Linked DNA regions of Triticum aestivum: region 2 is linked to region 1. Evidence: chromatin contacts called from public Hi-C data. All regions are on one chromosome and are shown on one strand. The core of a region is the stretch at or near the end of the contact, and the rest is flanking DNA. Distances in the headings are between cores, read along the strand shown.

Region 1 (5,174 bases), core at 1,412-3,911:
ATACACATACGCAAGAAGGCGTGTCCGTGGCGTTTAAGTGAGCATAGAGTGATGGGGTTGCTCAGCCCCTCATACAAGATCAGGTTACAGGAATAAAAGCACTAAGTCCTTTGGCTCTGGCGATGGCCCAGGAGCGTGCGTCGTCTTGAATAGTGGTGATCACGGTCAGGGTAGACGGGGCGATCTTGTCAAAGATAACCGCATTCCGGTGGCGCCAAAGCGTCCAGGCCACAAGGCCAGCCAAGGTAGTGAGGCCGCGGCGAGTGGTAGCAGGTAACCTGAGGAGGGCCACGGAGAGCCAATCGAAGAAGCCGGAAGATCCATCGGGCGGGAGGGTGGAGGGGGAGCACTAGCCGAGGATCTCGTGGAGGACAGACCGAGCAAAAACGCATCCCACCAAGATATGATGCAAAGTCTCTGGCTCCTGGAGGCAGAAGACGCATGTCGGCTCGTGCTGTAGACCACGCCAAGCAAGCCGGTCGGCAGTCCAGCAGCGGTTTAAGGAGGCTAGGTATATGAAAAACTTCACCGAAAGGGGCGCGCCAGACTTCCAAATCAGACGCCAGTGCTCGGGTGTTGTGGAGCCGTTGAATAGAGCAGCATAGCAGGAGGATGCCGAGTACACGCCATTCTCGGTCCATTTCCAACGAAGGGTATCAGGCTGGGACGAGAGAACCACGTGCTGAACGTTGCGCCAAATGTCAACATATTCAAGGGTGGCCGCAGGACCAAGCGATCCCTGGATGTCAGAGATCCACGAGCGATCAATAAGCGTCGTGGCGACCGTGCGGGTGCGCCGCCTCCTGGGCGGGACAAGGGCCACCAGGGCGGGAGCAAGGGTCGAGATGGAGTTGCCCTCAAGCTACGGATCGGTCCAGAAGCGGCAAGAAGTCCCATTACCCACGATCCAAGAAGTGGACGCACGGAAAAACTGGGCGACCTCGGCATCATGAGGAAGCTGGAGGTGAGACCAAGGGCGACTGTGATCCGTGGCCTGCAGCCAGAGCCACCGTACGCGGAGAGAAATACCAGTGCGGTGTAAGTCCCGAATGCCAAGCCCTCCAAGCTCGATGGGATGGCAGACTCGCGCCCAACTGACAAGACAAGAACCCGCACGCGCGTCTTTGTGTCCATGCCAAAGGAAATTCCGGATGATTCTGTTGACCTTCTTGAGGATTGGAAGAGAGAGAGTCATGACGAGTAAGATGTGCACGGGCATGGCAGATAACACATGCCGGACCAAGGCCAAGCGCTCACCACGGGCATGGCAGATCAACAATATCACTAGGGACGCTGAAGTGGACAGCTTGGTGGAGTTAAATTCAACAAAAAACATGAGTCGTGGGAAAACAAAAGCTTTTGTGTCAACTTGATGGAGTTAAATCGACAAAAATCATGAGCAATGGGAAAACTTGAAGACACGGCCGGTCCCATCGATCATAGCAACCCATGCACGGAGTTATCATGTGTGTCCCCATTGCCAGGGCCATCCATTCAATCCATTCACGTGGAGTCGTGGAGGCTCGACGGCCAAGCACGTACTAGTTCAGCTTTCTTGTACCAACAGAAGAGAAATAAACTAGTAGGTAAAATAAGAGTATACAACAAGAAGATGAAGATCAGTGCACATCTAAGCGGCGGGGTACGTACGCCCCGGAGGCGGAGAGGACGTACAGGAGCACGGCTGAAGCCTCCATAGCGCCAACAGCGCTGGACGGCCTGTCAAGACAGCGACCGGTGCATGCTGCGTCGAAACGACCGATCGACCGTGAGATTAAGTACGGCATTCAAACGCCTCCCAATTCTAAATGCTTCTTATTATTAGCTAATACTCCCTCTGTTCCAAAATAGATGACTCAACTTTATACTAACTTTAGTACAAAGTTAGTACGAAGTTGGGTCATCTATTTTGGAACGGAGGGAGTACTAACAGGCAGGGACGGGCTGGCCTGGCCTTGTCGTCTCCCCGCAGATGACCAAACAAGCACCGTCGTCGCTCGAGGCTCGACTGACCCGTCAGCCGTCGTGTACGTACGTACCGGCCACAGCTGCTGCTCAACGTACGCTACTGCCGATTGATTACTAATAATTGGTTAGATAGCTGCTGCTGCTAAGGTCTAGCTGGCACGCAGGATTTGGGATTAGACCGTATGTATTAATCGTCGATCCTTGTAATAAGCGGCCTCTCACACGCCCAGGAGCTGCTGGCTATGCGTCTGTAGGAACGCGATCACGCAAAGGCCGGATATATATGGTGTTATTATGACGACCCTCCACGAGAAAACACTACTGGAAACTCATGCATGCATGTCACGTTCAGACGTTGATGCTATACCTTACCTACTTACTATACTTGATGACATGATTCCTTTTTAGAAATTATTACGAGTGGTTAAAAGACATTGTATTCGACTGATGCTGTGTTTCGAATACGAGAGATTCACAAACAGATTGCATTAATGCGGTACACTAATCATCAAACAAACGGACCAGATTAAGCTACCTACTGACGGCAGGTGGCTGCACCTGCGTAGATACGTACCCTTGCATGTCGGCACAGGCAGATCCTTAAAGCCGCAGAGGATCCTGGGCCACGAAGGTGGACCCAGGCCGTGCCACGGAAAGGTCTACCGGGCCCGCGCGCACAGCGGGAGTGTTTGATGCAGCCACGTGGTGGGTCCCGTCTCCACGTCTCCTCCAACACGGCCCGCCTGGCCTCCAGCCCCGGCTCCAACCGTTCGGCTCGGTCGGCTCGGTCGTCTCCACGATTAAATTCAGGCTCGGCTTAACCCCGAAACGGAAAACAGCCTCGGGTGTATCCGGTTTATTTAGCATCAGTACATACACAAGCGCTTATATACACGCGCATACACTTACCTTTACAAACGCACACGCACACCCTATTTTTATGAGCATTTTTTGAAAGACTGGGCCGACATATCATCTTGAGATTTACGAAGTTACTGTAAGCACCTCGTCGTCGACGGGAACGTCTCCTCTCACTGAAAGCGCATCACCGAAAATCCTGAAATAAATTTAGAAACAATGCGAGCACCGGGATTTAAACCCTGGTGGATTGAGAATATCATTGTCCACCTAACCATCTCAACCACATGTTGGTTCGCCTCTCGGATGTGTACTGTTACGGTACAGGAACAGTAAGGACACGTTTTATCTGTAACAACGCAGACGCTTGTTTTGAACTTGTCTGTCTTTGTAAAGCGCTGTGAGACGTTCTGCACACCGCAGCCGGCTCTACCCGAATAAATAATTTATACGTATCATTTTTTGGGTCACGTGATTGTAGTGTAATTCTAGATAATATGAAGCGTTCCATTCGCTCAACCACATCAAAGCTTGAAGCACCTGGTTCATCAAACGAACAAGAGGTAAAAACGATGGGCGTGGCTAACTGACAGTCGACTGAAAACAGTTTTGTGACAAGTCGACTCTAACTGAATTGTTGATCAGGATTCAATGGATCCCGGATCATCTTCTATCCTATGCGTTCTTTCCCTAGAGCAGGAGTGAGATGAAGTTGTAATTGTTTTGTATGACTTTGTATATATTTTCTTAACGTTATGAAATTACCGTAGAACTATTGTTCTACGGTCTCAGTTTCAAAAAAAAAATCTTCTATCCTATGCCAATGCACTGTTATCCTCTTCCTCTGACTGCCGCTGATCGCCGCTCCGCCCTCCCCTCAACCGTGACCCACTGTCGTGTTGCTGCCCCCGACCATCCCTCTAACCTCGGTGTTGACCTTTTTTTGTCCGACGAACTTGCACCACTGTCGTGCTGCCACCTCCACCCCTCCGGCTAACGATAGATCATGGGGAAACTTTTCTGGCGAGCCAGCGACTGCTTCTTCCTTTCCTCATGCACATGTTTTCTTCTAGCAAAAATCGACTAACCCAAATTGAATTTTCAGACTACTGACATTTAGTTATTGTGAGAAACAATACTCTGGACGCCCTCATTCCACCGTGCACACTTTAATAGTCATTTGTTTTACATATTGATTAAGCCAGTTGGAACATGACAATGTCATAGAAACTCTTAGAGTACTACAACATTTTTTTAGGAAACTAACAAAGTTAACAATAAGTGTTACTACATAATAGTACACATTATTAATTTTCATAGAACATGGTTAATAGTATAGTCAGCTACTGGCTATATGATGTTGTCATGTCATAAATAGCCATCACTTATCTCTACTTCTAATGGACGAGTTGGTGAATCGTCTCCGCGGTTTATTTTCGCTGGGTTTTTTCGTCTCTCCTCCCACCACCCCCTCCCACCCTGGTCCACGGTTTATTTTCACTGGTTTTTTTCTCTCCTCCCACTACCCCCTCCCACCCTGATCCATCGGTTTATTTTTCTCTCCACTCTTTATTACAACCAGAACTTTCCTAACGTATAACAAATCACGGATCTAACTTCCTTAAATTATGCAAATCAATCAATTCCTTTTATTGGTTCAATTTGTCTTAGGAAACAAATAACAGATTTTCAGGAAACAAATAATATATTTTAATCTAACTTCCTTAAATTATGCAAATCAATCGATTCCTTTTATTGGTTCAATTTGTCTTAGGAAACAAATAACAGATTTTCAGGAAACAAATAATACATTTTAATCTAACTTTTCTAACTTATCTAAATAAATCGATTTCTCTTATTAGTGAATTTTGTTTTAGGAAACAAATAACAGACACGTCACAACTTTCCTCCCAATAAATAGTTTCTTAACATTTGTAAACTGTCCTAATCAGACACGTCACAAACGGGCAGGTACTGATATCACGTTACCAAACAATAAAACCCCATTTGCATAGAAATCAGTTCAAAAATCCTAACTTTCCTAAATTTTTACCTTTCCTTGATAATAACCAATATTTCCTATATTTTCCACCTATTGAAAGAAATCACCCCTCCATCGATATTAGCATTTTTTTAACTGAGATCTCCGGGTTATGATTTTTTTTTTGCGATTCTTTCCAGTTGTGACCTCTCCTTTCACTCCGGCTCCTTCTCGCATAAACACCTCCACCACAGCCAGGTGACACCGCCCCAGACCTCCTGCCTCTACACACCTTCTCCGCCACCTCCTTCTCGTACTCCATTAACAATCCCTCCGCCACATTTGTCCACGGCGGTGTCGAGGGCAT
Region 2 (5,174 bases), core at 1,293-3,792, 440 kb after region 1:
AAGCCTACGAGTCCATAGCTAGTAGCTAGATGGCTTCTTCTCTCTCTTTGATTCTTAATACCATGTTCTCCTCGATGGTCTTGGAGATCTATTCGATGTAATACCTTTTTTTTGCGGCTTGTTTGCCGAGATCCGATGAATTGTGGATTTATGATCAGCTTATCTATGAATATCATTTGAATCTTCTTTGAATTCTTATATGCATGATTTGATACCTTTGTAATTCTCTTCGAATTATCGACTTGGTTTGGTCAATTAGATTGGTTTTTCTTGTAATGGGAGAAGTGCTTAGCTTTGGGTTCAATCTTGTGGTGTCATTTCCCAGTGACAGTTGGGGAAGCAAGGCACGTATTGTATTGTTACCATCAAGGATAAAAAGATGGGGGTTTCATCATATTGCTTGAGTTAATTCCTCTACGTCATGTCATCTTACTTAATGCATTACTCCGTTCTTTATGAACTTAATACTCTAGATGCATGCTGGATAGCGGTCGACGTGTGGAGTAATAGTAGTAGATGCAGAGTCGTTTCGGTCTACTTGACACGAACGTGATGCCTATATTCATGATCATTGCCTTAGATATCGTCATAACTTTGCGTTTTTCTATCAATTGCTCGGCAGTAATTTGTTCACCCACCGTATTATTTTCTATCTTGAGAGAAGCCTCTAGTGAAACCTATGGCCCATGGGTCTATTTTCCATCATATAAGTTTCCGATCTACAATCTTAGTTTCCGATCTACTATTCTTGTAATCTTTTACTTTCCGATCTATAAACCAAAAATACCAAAAATATTTACTATATCGTTTATCTATCTCTATTAGATCTCACTCTTGCAAGTAACCGTGAAGGAATTGACAACCCCTTTATCGTGTTGGGTGCAAGTTTGTTCGATTGTTTGTGCAGGTATTCAGTTATTTGTGTGTTGTCTCCTACTGAATTGATACTTTGGTTCTCAAGCTGAGGGAAATACTTATCTCTACTTTGTTGTATCACCCTTTCCTCTTCAAAGAAAAAACCAACGCATGCTCGAGAAGTAGCAGTCGCTCGCCATCTCCTCCATTTCTTTCAATTTCAAGACTCTTTTTTATTCAGCATACTCTTTTCTCGCAATGACAATGGCTTCAAATCCTTCTTTAAGATCATTGTCTCCAGCCTTTGACCCCCTTTTCTCCTTCCATCGGGCCTATATGCTTGGCAACCGAGTGAGGAGGGGGAGGAGGAATCGAGTGAGGAGTGGGGCTCATCCTCCCCTCCTCACCACCAACACCGTCATCATCACGATCAACAACCAAGCTCTTCCTCCTAGGAACTTCAAAAGCTTCATGATCCTTCCACTTCTCCTCATGCTCGAGCTCTTCGTAAGAAAGTTGGAAAGTGAACGATTTTCTTTTATTCTTATTCTTATTCCCGTTCTTCGCTCTTTCTTGGAAGAAACCTTGAGCAAGCATGAGCTACATAAACAATAAAGAAACTCGGTTAATTAGGAACATATGCATACTTAGAGAAAGCATTTGAATGTAGCAAGCAATTACCATGTCCGTTTCATTGCAACCACTTGGGTTCATGCGATCGGCATTGACCAAGCAACCCCCACATTTTTGACATTCGACGTTTATAGTGGACCGTCGATGCCGAATAGAATCCAATGGTCGATAATGGCCACTTGTGTTCCGTTCATCAATAATTCTTTGATGCGCTTTTAACATGTGCTAGCCAATTAGTCAATTCCGACGGAGGCATCAAGAGAGACTCGCTTCCAAGCCATACATCTCGTCTGTCAAGATTCTCATCATCATATGGCATATCATATTTTTGGGATGAAAAAACTTGAAAAACAAAATCTTCATTCACAACATTTGTCAAGTGCATAAATGTATCATCATCAAGATTACAAATGCATGCACACACAATCTCACATTCTATTGATATCAATACGACAAAAGAACAATGAAGAAGAAGAAGAATATTTAATACCTTTGCGGCATTTCATCAAAAAAGTTGGAGACGATGCCACCACGTCGGCGACGGGACAGGGGGGAAGGGGAGGAGGTGCGCCAGCAGCAACAACAACACACAGCCGCAGACGACGATGACAACGAAGAAACATCAGCAGCCGCGGCCGCCTTCGTCTTCTCCGGCCGGGATGAAGCCACGACAGGGTCGTGCAGCGGCCGCTTCGAGCCGCCACCACGTGGTTTGACTGTGGAAGCCTTCTTCCTCGCCGGTGCTTCTATTAAAGATGCTTTTAGGAGTCGGAGAGGAACCGCTTGAAATTTGAGAATGCGTATAAGGGACGAAAATTTATGCATTCGGCCAGAGATGCTCTAATCTGAGTAGGGGATGTTTTGGCTCATTTTAGAGACATACCCAGTTTTAGGTCATACTCCCAAATTACATGTGGCGAAAATGAATAAAAGTGGATGTATTTATAACTAAACTACGTCTAGATACATCTATTTCCGTGACAAGAAATTCCGGACGGAGGGATTACTATATATAGGACTTCTTACATATGCGACAGATGCAAAATGTCGCGTACAAAATTTCTTTCTTCCACGTTGAATTTATTACTGACTGGAGGAAAAATGCAATCTTCCCACCGTCCCTGCAATCTCCTATGCCCGGTGGCGCCATATGCGACCGCCGCACCCCGTCCTCAACAGCGGCCGCCGCATCTTCTCGGAACCCACCCGCAGCGCCTCCTCTCCCCTCCGCGCCGCCACTCTGAAGCCCGCCTTCTCTCCGGCGTGACCCCAATGACCACATCCTCCTCCCCCACCGCGAACCCCCAGCCATTCAAGGTTCGCCTCACGGTTAACAAGCCCCTTCGTTTGGCTCACCGCTAGTCTCAGTGCGTGACATGTGTTGAGTGAATTTGTCGCAGTTGATCCTGGGGTCTTCGTCAGTGGCCAGGAAGAACATCCTCAACGAGATGGGGTTCGAGTTCCAAGTCATGGTGGGTTGGGCTGTCAGTTATAGTTTCCTTTAGAAAGAATTGAAGCTATTCCTTGAGTGGATTGGGTTTCTTGGTTTCAGACCGCGGACATCGACGAGAGGAGCATAAGAAGGGAGGATCCGGATGAGCTAGTCATGCTTCTTGCGGAGGCCAAGGTAGAATCTTTCCCCAGTTTTTCTACTAGGTAATTGCCTGTGCGTTGCTACTAGAGTCAACAATTTTCAATGCAACAAGAGTACCATAAAAGCCATGGTGTTTCGAGGTCACCAGACAATACACTTGATCTTACAAACATGATCCACATTAAGATACATAAGCATCAATTTTGCATAGCAATGTCAAAGCAAGCACGAACGAAGGACAGTAAACACCATGATAGCCAAGTTTCAATTAAAGGAAGCAAGTTAACATCATGATAGCTGAATTCACCACAACTCTCTCTTTCAAATTATTTTTCCTATGATGCGGCTAAAATATTCCTAAGGCTTACATGAATCATAAATCACCAGGAGTTCCTGTCATACGTCATTTCATCAATTAAAAAGTTCCTCCATAGTGTGTGGCCATTATGTGCATAAGTCGGATACATGTAAATCTCAAAGTTCTGTTAAAAAGTTTTTCCGCAAGACTGTACCACTTCAAATTAAAATGGTATTTGTTGTCCTCTTTAACCAATTCATTCTCCCATGTAAGCATATAACATGAAGAAAGTAGTAATGTATTATGATCACATGACTTCTTAGCCATTTAGATAGTCAATACTTCCTTTGAAACAATCTCAAGCTAGTAAGATGAAGAAAATAGTACTGGATTGATAAGCCGAAGTGTCAATTTCCTAGAAAAAATACATAGTACTCAAATACTTATTTTATTAATCGATCCTTTAAACCTTGTGTATGCTAGCAACCAAGATCTCCATCCACTACTTAAAATCGAGACCTCCCCATGGTCCTGCTCCTCCACACTACCAGGTCGCCTCGCCATTGTCATTCTGCGTGGGCTTTGTTGTCTGCCGAGGTGACAACAGCTCCACGACGGCCTCCTCTGAGCTCCTGTGCTTGTCGAGCCGGAACATGGCGACGGCGCTGCTGGCTCGCGCGGTGCAATGGAGCTTGCACCCGGCTCAGCTGATCTCACACATACCGCTATCACCGGGCAGACTACCGCCTTGACGTGGGTTGTACCCCCACCGTGGTGCTGACACTTGTCCGCCACCATGCCGTCTAGGCTGCCGACCTGACTGATGCGGCAATGAGCCCTTTCACGGGGCCCTCTTCTAACAAGAACACAAAATCAACATGACCATCACTGAGCAATTTTTCTTCACAAAGGACTCCCGTATTTTCAAATGGCTATGCTTTTTCCAACAGTTAAATGCACCTAAGTTACCCATAGTTCAATTAAAAAAGAACACCTTCATGCTCTCTTTAGCGACAATCAGTTCCAAGTGAGCCTCCTTTGACAGTCATAGGTGTGGTCTAGCATAACAAGCATGCCAATTTGAACTTCAACAGATATCTCAAACTCAATGCCAAGCATGTGCATGTTACGCAGGTTAACATGGAGGCCCTTGGGCAAACACTATGAATGCGCACAATTTTATTTAGAGCAGATATCTCAAACTCCATAATCTGTGCCATGAGAAAATGGACAGCAATTCGATTATAGCATTCAATCAAAAGCAATTTATACAATAAAACATATACAAGTTTCAGTGCCAACCTCTGCCAGATCATGCTGCTATGTTATTTCTTAATCCAAGTGATATCAGTCATCTCCAATCAACATGATGGCATTGATCGCCTAACCATGGGAGTAATAATCAACTGATCCTCTTATAGTGCAGGACTGCAGGCAAACCATGTCAAAGTACATATGCTAAAAAAAAGCAGTAAGTATACATGAATAAACATAGTATCCGCAAGGGTGCATGCTCATTCTGATCTTACATGCAATGCCATCTAGATGGGGGCAAACTCCAAAAACTGAATGGGCCGGGCATCTCGCAGGAATCAACAAAAAGCAATGTGCGCAACAGCAGACAACTCATTAGTGCCAATTTCTCGCACACGAGCAACCACATCTCCCCATACCCACAACTAACAATTCTGCATGCACTCCATGAGAGTATTAGTATGTCAATCAACTATTCCAAAGAGAATATAATCTAAAAAATCAGCAATGACTGCACCTAGACAGAGAGGATCTGGAGAA

What was found. Hi-C and Micro-C count contacts between places; a contact is called where the count stands out from the background.
Region 2: a Hi-C map of leaf shows a contact between it and region 1, with 5 times the contacts expected there. The contact joins the promoter of LOC123122942 here to the enhancer-like site in region 1. A contact is called at or near these places in 3 of 5 Hi-C or Micro-C datasets (all in leaf).

The regions. Positions count from the first base shown.
Region 1 is chr1B:340,668,355-340,673,528 of IWGSC CS RefSeq v2.1, forward strand. No RefSeq gene overlaps it. Among protein-coding and RNA genes, the nearest start is that of LOC123091165, 92 kb to the right of the region's middle. Within about 2 kb of position 2,662, at least 6 of the 8 cell types and tissues checked have an H3K27ac peak or open chromatin away from gene starts, as enhancers often do. A contact at or near this core is called in leaf, where this site is marked.
Region 2 is chr1B:341,110,689-341,115,862 of IWGSC CS RefSeq v2.1, forward strand. It overlaps LOC123122942 (7-methyl-GTP pyrophosphatase), which reads left to right and starts at 2,543. Exons shown (of 11, transcript XR_006460436.1): 1 at 2,543-2,805; 2 at 2,889-2,960; 3 at 3,041-3,115.